Regions from separate parts of the Rattus norvegicus genome. Here regions 2 and 3 are each linked to region 1. A link is a contact called in public Hi-C data. All regions are on one chromosome and are shown on one strand. The core of a region is the stretch at or near the end of the contact, and the rest is flanking DNA. Distances in the headings are between cores, read along the strand shown.

Region 1 (3,510 bases), core at 630-3,129:
ATCTATCTATCTATCTATCTATCTATCATCTATCTGTTATTGCATGTTTATAAGCGTTTGGCCTGGATAGACATCTATATATCACACACATGCAAGCTTGTGCCTGAGAAAGTAGTGTGCCTCCAAGTGTTTGCTGGAAATTGAGCCAGGGTCTTTTGCAACCACTGAGCTTACTCTCCAGCCCAGTGCCCGGGCTCTGAGTCCTCGCTGCTCTCCTTGGTGACCCTGAGACCCGCAGTGAGTTCACCTGTCTCTAAGCTTCCTTGGGAAACATGGGGATGATGTTACCACTTATAGCCCTGAAAAAAATCTCAGGACCTTATAGTTTTTAAAATGCAAAGGACTGGGTATATATAGAAAATTTACCAACAACTATCTAGTTCCTCTCTTCAGATCCTTTCCACTAAAACGGCTATACAAAAAGTAGGCATTCACATACAGGTTAAGTGATTAGAACATGGTAATAATAGGTGGTCCAGGAAATGTGTATGTCAGATGGCAGCGTGGTGTAGAAGCAAGGAGGGATAAAGAGATTGAATGGATTTTGATTTAAGTGATGACAGTCTTCTTCTAAGAAGGTTGGGAGGAATAAATAAAACAATATAATATGAAGTGGGTGGGTAGGAAAGATGTGGAGTCTTGCTTCTCAGTTAAGGAAAATAGCTGGGGTGGTTACTTACAGTCATTTTATTTTCTGTCTTGCAGTAGATTTATGCCTGTACCGTTTAGCCTTTATCCCCACATCATTTTCTTCCTGCAGGATCATTTGTTTACTGCTTTTTAATTTATGATCCTTTATAGGGTCAAGAACATTCCACCATTTCTCACCCAAGACTTGGGGATACATTATCTACCCATGTAAAGCTTCAAATATTGTGACACTACGACAGAGTGCATTTGGCACGATATTAAAGCAAAAGATTTCGTTGAAGTATGGCAGAAGGCAGAACCTGAAGAGTGGTGAAACCGGGCAGGAAACCATCGCACCAGTGTGTTTTGAATTTTCCGGGCTTCGTCTTTCCTAGGAATCATTTCATCTTTTGATTTGAGAAGAGCCTTCTGACACGTAACCCACGCATTACACAATCCACCCTCTTGAGGGGTACGTACAGGACAGACAGTGAATTCTAGTTTCTTCAGAGTTATGGAGTGGTTACCATATTCTATTTAAGAATATTTCTATTACCCCAAAGAAATCTCACAACCATGTGTTCCCTGAGAAAGTCAGAATAACTCCGAAGGGCAATAAGAAGGGACGAAATGTTCGAAGTTCTTTGTGTTCCTGCGTCTAAATCCTGTGGACAGGCAGGTGCCTTCAGGTCTCTAGTGGCCAGCCCTGTCAATCACTTCTGGAAACACTCCCCCAACCCCCGCTCGGTAACCTTTCCACGCCTCCTCCAGGCTGCCAGGAAATCCTGGAACAAAAGTTGCCCTGGAGCTGCTTGTGGTTTTAATAACTAGGGTTTGAGAGTTGAATTTTAAACGAAGGGATACTGAGTAAAGGGAAACAATATCCCAGAGCCTCACTATAATGTCCAAAGTTCCGTGACTTCGTTTTAGGACAGAGATATACACGCTTTGTTTTAAATAAGTCTTTGAGCCCTTTGGCCTTGTTCTGGGCGTCTTTGTGTGTATCTAAGTCCGGAGAACACTGTCAAATGACAAGTGACTGTCATGTGTGTAAGAGTTGAATTTAGGGCTGACGCAAGTTAACCCCGGTAGACTTCTGCCCCCCTTTCCCAGGTCTCTGCTCCAGCCTGTTGCTTTCTTCCTGGCTCCAGGTCGGTTTTTATCGCGAACTTCAGTTTGACTTCCAAACTTCTAGGCTAGTGGGAATTCACCTCCAGGTTAGTCTCCGCCTCCTGCAGGCTCCCCCTCAGGGGCAGTGCCACCGCTGTTGGGATAGCAAGCTGCTCCGCCTGCAGCTAGGGACAGAAAGAAAGTATGAAGCCCTCCTGGTTGCAATGTCGCAAAGTAACAGGCGCCGGGACGCTTGGGGCACCTCTGCCAGGATCCCCTTCAGTAAGAGGAGCTGGTGTGGCCCGAAGGGCTTTGGTGGCCGGGTTCGGGGGCAGGGGCTGCAGGGCTCTGACCACAAGCAGCGGTGGTGGCGAGTACAAGACCCACTTTGCAGCCTCTGTGGCTGACCCGGAGAGATTCTGGGGTAAAGCTGCTGAGCAGATCAGTTGGTACAAGCCCTGGACCAAAACACTAGAGAACAGATACCCGCCTTCCACTAGTTGGTGAGTGATGTCTTAGTCATTTCTAGTATCTCCTAACTTCTTGGATGCCAAAGCTGGAAGGTCTGGGATAGGAATCTAAAGTTCTAATAAGAAAGGAAATCAAAATGTACGATGCCTTCAGCTATTTCTGTTGTTTGATGGTTTCGTTCTCCTTGCTGTCCTACATTCTCCTTTGAAGTTCTCCGTTATCTAGGGTGATCCCAGTTTCACCTACGAGATTTATTTGCAGAGGCCCTGCTTGGCAGTGGGGATGTTGAGTGACCAAAACAAAGGCTTACAAAAACAAAGGCTCAGCATGCAAGGACTCTGCTGACTGTAAGAGGAGAAACTGTGTAAACAAATACAGAGTATGTAATAGACCCAGGGAATTATGGACCTGCCTATTGTGGGGAGGGAGGGCGAGAGAGCGGTGAAGTAAAAGGTAACTGAGCAAGCTCTGGAAGGATTAAACCTTATCATTTCAAAGATGAAGTGATCTCATTATCAACGTTCAAGGGGGTAGAAGACAACCGGAAGTAACTGACACTGTAATTGTGTTAGCTGGAGCAATGGGAGAAAGGAGTTGCGGTAAGAGGCTTAAATAGTGTGGCAGATAGCCCGGAGTACCATATAGGCTTTTTACATGAAATTTAAGTATTGCCCGGGGGCTGATGGAGGACAGGTGACCTTAGGAGTCATGGTAGGAAGAAAGCTTTCATCTTGACATTTCGATTATAGGTTTCAATTATAAATACTTTTGAACACTGTTTTTTTTTTTTTTTTTTTTTTTGGTTCTTTTTTTTCGGAGCTGGGGACCGAACCCAGGGCCTTGTGCTTCTCGAACACTGTTTTTATGTTCGAAGGACAAGACATTGTAGGAAAGACCTTTAGGCTATTGAGAGCGAAGCCTACAGTCTTTGGAAAACTACGCAGAGTTTCTAGGTGCCTAGCACTTTAAGGATATGGTCGCTCCCATCTGCTAGTTATTAGGAAATGATATTCTCGGTAAAATTGGAATTAGAAAAGAAAGCTACTTAGCAGATGGGGGCGATGCATTGGTTAAGATGTCCTTTGGCCCTTTAGTGGATGACTTTCTTCTCACAGCAGAGAACCTGTCAGGAAACTGGGAGCAGTCTGTTCTGTGTCTCCATCATGCCTTGCTCCCTAATGGTTTTGTTTGTGGGGGTGTTTCCGTAATGATTCTTTCAAATGTGAATATAGCCCCCCCACCCCCACCACAATTCAATTTATTATTCTAGTAGTATTTGATCCATTCACTTCTGTGTGG
Region 2 (3,510 bases), core at 483-2,982, 210 kb after region 1:
CTGACACTCCCACAATAGTTATTCTCCATACTGAAATCATACTAAGTCTGTGATTCTCTAGATTTACTCTTTGCTATAAAAAGCCAGTCTGAAAATATATGCAGTATGGTTCTAGTTAAATGGATAATTATTGGATAAAGCAAAATGATCATTGTTATTAAGCGTTCAAGGATAGGGGTATGGATGGTCAGGCAAAGCAGTTGTATGGAAGCCAGGCAATTCTGTATGTTGTACAGTGGTGACACATCTCATAAATTGTTAGAACCTATAGATTCCAGGAAAGATGCACAAGTATGTGGACAAGAGTAATGGCAATGTCCAATATTAGTTCTTTTTAATAATAAATCTGCCGCTTTGGTACCGGTGTGTCAGGGAGATTGTGGATATGTGAGGGTACATTCTATTGTGAAGTTTCTACTTTCTGCTTAGTTCATTATAATTTTATGGCTACAGTAAAAAAATATGCTTAAAAAATTCACTGTGACCTTGTGATGCCTCTTCCTGAAGCTGCTTCATCCTTTCCCAGTGTGGCTAAAATAAAAGTTGAATTAAGTTCCCTAAACAGCTCCCGTTTAGTAGGTAGCGGCTTCTCATCTACAGCCACCATTGTCTTCCTCCGCTCTCAGCCTCACCCACTTCCTTCTCATCTGATTGGATGTTGCATTGTTTCGCTGAGATTTTCTTGTGCCCCCTCCTCCTTGTGAGGTAAACATCTACCCATATATTCTTACTGTCATCTCCTTTTCATGGCAAACCTCCTTTAAGTGCTAAAAAATCCCTCTCTAGGTGGAAGGACAACCCATTGAACAGAATACTGTGTTTATTCCTCAAAAATAAATTCACCCCTTCATCATGGGCATCCTCATTAAATAGGCGGCAATGAAATGAAGTCAAATGTACTCAAGGCTTCCCGTTAAAGGCCTGTAGGCTTTGTTTACATACTTGTTACAGCACGTTCTTTGATTTCATTAATAAGCAATTAAGAAGAAGCAACACTCTCTTCCTTTTCTGGGAAAGCTAAGTAATTTCTCTTTGTCACCGTCAGCCCTTAATAACAACCGTGACAATTCTAACTATTCACCTCAGAGGTAGTGATGCGAACCAGTCGGGAATTTCTGGACAGCAGCTCTGGATTTCATGATTCTTTTTCTTTCTTGATTTTTTATTGGATATTTTGTGTATTTACATTTCAAATGTTATCCCTTTTCCTGGTACCCCCTCTCCCATTCCTCCTCCCCCTGCTTCTATGAGGGTGCTCACCCACCCGCCCACTCCCTCCTACCTCCAAGCCGTGACATTTAACTACACTGAGGAATCAAGCCTTCACAGGACCAAGGGCTTCTTGTCTTGATGCCAGACAAGGCCATCCTCTGCTACAGATACAGCGGGAGCCACGGGTCCTTCCACGTGTACTCTTTGATTGGTGGTTTAGTTCCTGGGAGCTTTGAGTGGTCTAATTGGTTGATACTGTTGTTCTTATGGGTTTCTTATGTGTTAAGATTATAATCATACATGTCACCTAACGGCACGTCTCTTCTCACTACAGTCAGTCCTTTCACACGGCACTGTGACTGACTGCGCTGTGGTTGGCAAGGAAGACCCCTTGAAAGGTCATGTCCCATTAGCACTCTGCGTGTTGAAGAAAGGTGAGTCTCGTTTGTCATCCCTGACTGTTTGGCCCGGAATGAGTGGCATTAATTTGGTGCTTAACAGCTCGACTTTCTCCCTAGACGTAAATGCAACAGAAGAACAAGTTTTGGAAGAGATTGTGAAACATGTTAGGCAGAGCATTGGCCCGGTGGCTGCTTTTCGAAATGCAGTTTTCGTCAAACAGTTACCCAAAACCAGGTCTGGCAAAATTCCACGGTCTACCCTGTCTGCCCTGGTCAATGGCAAGCCTTATAAGGTAAATGAATCAGAATCTTTATTGCTGGAGTAATTTTCATGACGTCTTTGGCACCAGAAAAGCTTTATTAGGTTAAGATTTTAAATCCTGAATTCTATCTCCACCGAACCATTTTCCTAATCTGTAAGGAGAGCTTGAGAAGGAAGTGTTGGTTAAGATCACGTGCTTCATCCTAGGAGCTCTCGTGTGAACTTTGCTCTCGGCAATTTTGTAAATTTCAAACAGACTTGCAGAAATTCTTTCCTTTGAACTAAACGTGCAGGTCGCTTGATTTCAGTCACTAATGACCATCCATGATGAGAAAGTGAAGCATCTGAGAAGTATGAAATGTTTTAACATATGACATCTAATTGCTTTTTACTGTTATGTGAGGGAATCATTTTTTGAAACTCTGGACTGATTCAAACACATGTGTATTTCAGTGTCAAGGCATGCTATTGGCATGGTCACCTTTAATTTCATCAAGACTTTTATATAGTAATAACAACAACAACAACAACAATAATAATAATAATAATGTTCTAAGCAATTTTCAAAATAAATGAACAAAAACTCTGGAGAAATATGTAGAAATATCAACAGTTTTGCTAAACAAACTCTTTCCTTCACTATCCCTGAAGATGAATATTTAAGTATTTGGCTGGAAGTTCCCTATCTTGTGGGTGTTTTATAAAATTATTGGGGGTATATACTCTATATGCCTATAGTCCTAGCATTTGTGAGGTAAAGCAAGACTGGGTTTTCCTACCCTAGGCATTTGAAGCCAACCAGTACCCATGAGACTCTTTCTCAAAAAAATCAAAATGAAGTTAAAACAACAACAAAAATGGGCAGTAAAACAAAACATGTTATTATTATTATTATTATTATTATTATTATTATTATTATTCACAATGAAGTTCAAGGGAGGTTGCTCATCTGACACTGGCCATTTATTTTCAGGTAACCCCTACAATTGAGGACCCCAGCATTTTTGGTCACATCGAAGAAGTACTGAAGCAGGCTTTGTGATGTTTACTCTTTTGAATCCCTTCGTCTTAACTTTCTAGCTGGATCTAGGTCTTCTATTTTCTACAAGTAAATACTTGAAGAAAACATTTCTCATCAACTGAGCTATGAGCTGTAGTGTGTAGTTAGTCTGGTGGCCCCTGAAAGGCTGTACATTGTGTTTCGCGGAAACCTGTTTGCCCCCTTACCTCTTTTCTGTAACATGGATCATTCTACACTATCGCGTGTGTTAAGGAGCATGTTAAGGAGTATGGCTTTGCTAACTCGTGTGCTTCCCAAACACATTTTAGTGGAGAATATCTGTACTACAAATGCACTTTCTGGAGATAAAAATCAGCCACACGTTGATCAAAATCTAAACTGAAATCTAAGTCAGAATATAATTTACAATGCTATCGTAGAGACTCCAATGTTGTTTACTGTTCTAAAGATGACTGCCATGCTTCCAGGTAATTAGCAAGACAGGATAGGCTGCCTAGCAACACAGGACCCAGGGTCAAGCACCACTGCCTGGTTGCTTGTTACGGGGTAAGGGGAGGCATATATCTGGCAGAGAACCTAGCTATCCTTCCACCAAATATTTTGAGGAGATAAAG
Region 3 (3,510 bases), core at 626-3,125, 140 kb before region 1:
AACACACTTTAAATCTTGGTCTTCTCTGGACAACTACTGGGGCGCCCAAGGGCTAAGATAAACTTCCCCAAAGTGGACTAGTTATACTACTAATAGTAGTGCTGGGATGTAAATTTTCTTGGGTTTGTGGTCTTCTTGGAGTGTTTGCTTCTAACATAGAACTTGGGAAGTTTAATATAGTTAAACTTGGGATGTTTAATGACTGTAATTCAGTAATGGGACAATAGAAGAGCTCATCACATTAAAACAGAAATACTTGGGAAACCCATCGTTTTTAATAGCCTGCCATCTGCTTGGCTCTTACCAGCAATGGATTTATCCTGCTTAGTGCAGATGATATTGGGACTAAAATCATAGATTACACGGCGGACTTCTGAGCTCTTTGCTGTTATTAATTTGCAAGCTTGTAAACGAACATTTCCCAACATAAAAATCAATTATTGTTCAACTCTTACCCTAAGTAAGGTTGCTATGGGCACCGCATAATATCCGTTCTGGCACCAACAGATTGAGTTAAAGTCACCAGAGATCTCTCCAAATTAAGAACCTGAAACACAGTTTACCAGCTTTGCCACTGTGCTCGCAGTAGGATGCTCTTTTTGCCTTGCTGGGCCCTCTAGTTTAATCCTCCAGAAAGAGAAATTTTAGAGGGACAAGGACTAAATCATTTTCTTCTGAGCACAGCATTTTCAAATGGCTGCACCGGGTCCTAAGCCCCGCCGCTGCGGACCCAGAGCTAGAGGTGCCCTCTCTCTGCAGAGCTGGGACTCTGGCGCCCTAGTAACTGGACCCGGTGAGGCAGAAAGGAAACTCCCATTTACAGCCAGGTACTACTCCGGTGCGCTAGGCAGGGCCGGATCCTAGAGGAGAAACCGGTAACCAGGTTTGTGAAGGTTTGAGCAAACGCTGTTTCCCATTCAACCAAAGAGTAGGACGCACAGGTCACAGGCTAGAAGTTAAACAGTTACCCAGCCTGCGCTTTGTCTCCGCGCCTTCTGCAGCCCAGGCACTGAGGTGCACTTGGCTGGTGAAGAACAAGGTTTGCTGGAGCAGGAAACAGGAGTTGCTATCGCCCTGAAACTGCAGGGTGAGGGAGTACCGCGACCCGAGCCGCAGCTCCGGACCGCATGCCGGAGCCAAGCCGGCTGGGCTCTTGGATGCGATGTCCCCGAGCCGGCGAAGGTTGCCCCGGCTCTGCTCTGCCCTTTCGCCCGAGGGCAGGGCCCTGGCTCGGCAGCCCGGAGGCTTTGCACCCAGCTACCCATCCAAGCGCCCTGCCGCCTTGGGGCGATCTCCCTGTCACCGCAGCTGCACAGACCCCTCGTTTCCAGCGCAGGGACAAACTTCCTCCCTCCGGGTCCCCGCGCCGGCAGTTGGCAGTTGGCTTCCCCACTGGTCCCTTAGCAGCGTTAGCTGGAAGGGCTTTCTGTGCCCATCTCCAACCTCCAGTCACTAGCGCTCAGCGGTCCCTGCTCATCCTCTCCAACAAAGCCGGGGCTCGGAGGCGACCCGGAGAGGGACTGAGACTGGCAGCTGAAGCATCGAGCTCTGGCAAGCACCCACGCCCCGGCGAGCGCAGCAAGAAGGGGCGGCAGGGACCAGGCGAGGAGAGAGGGGAAGAAAGTGTCCTGTTCTGGGCGCGAAACCCTCCTGGGTTGATCCTCCTCCCCCAGCTGCCCCTGCCCGAGCGCATCCTGCCTTCCCTGTGGGACTGGGCAGAATGGAAGGCGAAACCGTGCGGACTGTGTGGCCTGACGGACCAGCCGCTCCCTTACCTCTGTCCAGAGTAAGCGGCTGGACCACTGTCAATGTCGCCATGTCTGCCGTGGGAGCCGAAGTGACGCTCGGCTTCAGCATCAGCAACCGCTTGTAGTGAGAAAAAGAGGAGGAGATTGGGGGCGGGGGTGGAGAGGGAAGACGGAAAGGAGGGGGAGGAGGGGGAGGCAGGAAGGTGGTGATGGAGGAGAAGAAAGCTTGGGTGGGTTGGTAGCCAGATGGAGATTCAACTGTTCCGCCGCGGCGAATCTTCAGTGCCGCGCCAAGCAGGGCAGGTATCCGCGAGCGCCTGCATGGCCAGGAGCTGAGAAAGGAACGCTCAGCCCTAGAACTTTGCTCGCCCACCTATCGGGAGCCCTGGCTGGGTGTAGCAGGTTTGCTGTCTTTCAACTTTCCACCCAAGCTTAGTGGTCAGAATGCACTCGAACACAGAGGAAGAGGACACGGAAGCGGGAGAGACAGTAGAGAGAGGTGGGGACAGAATTCTTTTCAGATTAAGAACATTTTCAACCTCCCTTTCCACATCCCTTTCCAGGGGAAACGCCACTAGTTATGGGAGATGTGGCTATATATCACTGTAGTTGCTGTTAATTTCTGTTGAAGCTTTTTGTTTAGAAGGTCCCCTCCCAACAGTACAAGGGTACCGGAGGGCCAGGGTTCTGTAAGTCAGTGTTTATTTAGAAGCTGGGTTTATTGCCTAGGAAAATAACTTGCCTTTACAAGCAAACTTCCTTAAAAGGTTTTAAAATAAAAAATGAAAACAACAGTTTCTGTCAGTGAATGATATTTAACTGGGACCCTCTCGTGCTAATCTAGAAGAAACGTGCATTCAGAGCTGTTATGTATTGATTAATTAGCAGGGATGGGAGGAGTTGAGTCACGGATGTTTGGTACCATTTACTACATCTTAACCTGGGGATTCTTTTTTTTTCTGCACCCTCTGAATTACAGGTAGATAACGTTAAAGGCCTGGTTTCAGAACCAGTCGATCATGTTTCAGTTCCCGAAGACTTAGATACTGTGAGCCCTTTATCCCAACTTCCATGAAATTTTCCCCAAGCCTCATTTCCTTATCAAATCATGAAGAAGCATGGAGAAGCCTCCTCTAGGCATAACAGAGATGAGGGAGCACAGGGCTGGGATAAGGATGCTGCCCTTCCCTGTGACTATGACCAATGCTATGTTCTGTTAATGATACCCAGAGGGGAAGGGAAGGAAGCAGATATTCAGCAGTAATTGAAAAGTCAAAGATGATTGGCCATCTAGCTATCCAACAGATCCTTAGAGACACACTGAACGTAGTATTTCTTATACTTATCTTTAACAGTTTTAGGTTTAAGAACTTTGATCATGAAAGTCAACTTTCCGTCACTCATATTATCTGACAAACTCTCAGTCCCTTGTAGATCCCCAGTTTTTACATCTGTCAATCACTTCACAGCTTCATTCAGTTGGAACGTGATCATGTAATAGGAGGAAACTGATCCTAATTTGCAAGGTCTGGGCTATTTCTAAGCTTTTGATGGAAAAGAATATACTCCAAGATCATAAACATACAAGTAACATATGGACTGGGTGGCATACATTTATATATTTAGAAATATATATAATATATTTTATATATGAATGCATATATATATATATATATATATTTGCAAAACACTGAGAGAAATAGAGACCATAATGAGATAAAGGGAGCATCGATACATGGAGAGTAGAGGTAGGAAACAGGGA

What was found. Hi-C and Micro-C count contacts between places; a contact is called where the count stands out from the background.
Region 2: a contact with region 1 is called in a Hi-C map of hepatocytes, with 2.7 times the contacts expected there. The contact joins the enhancer-like site here to the promoter of Acss3 in region 1. A contact is called at or near these places in 5 of 12 Hi-C or Micro-C datasets (the A7r5 cell line, the Rat2 cell line, hepatocytes and 2 more).
Region 3: a Hi-C map of hepatocytes shows a contact between it and region 1, with 2.3 times the contacts expected there. The contact joins the promoter of Lin7a here to the promoter of Acss3 in region 1. A contact is called at or near these places in 3 of 12 Hi-C or Micro-C datasets (hepatocytes, kidney and liver).

Annotation. Positions count from the first base shown.
Region 1 is chr7:44,335,053-44,338,562 of GRCr8, reverse strand. Acss3 (acyl-CoA synthetase short-chain family member 3) reads left to right here and starts at 1,879. Exons shown (of 16, transcript NM_001414941.1): 1 at 1,879-2,243. The coding sequence starts at 1,945.
Region 2 is chr7:44,129,788-44,133,297 of GRCr8, reverse strand. It overlaps Acss3 (acyl-CoA synthetase short-chain family member 3), which reads left to right. Exons shown (of 16, transcript NM_001414941.1): 14 at 1,547-1,646; 15 at 1,731-1,906; 16 at 2,849-3,510. The coding sequence ends at 2,917. Among named protein-coding and RNA genes, the nearest start is that of Acss3, 210 kb to the left of the region's middle. Within about 2 kb of position 1,732, at least 2 of the 93 cell types and tissues checked have an H3K27ac peak or open chromatin away from gene starts, as enhancers often do. A contact at or near this core is called in hepatocytes and liver, where this site is marked.
Region 3 is chr7:44,471,933-44,475,442 of GRCr8, reverse strand. Lin7a (lin-7 homolog A, crumbs cell polarity complex component) reads right to left here and starts at 1,875. Exons shown (of 6, transcript NM_001408921.1): 1 at 1,776-1,875. The coding sequence starts at 1,857.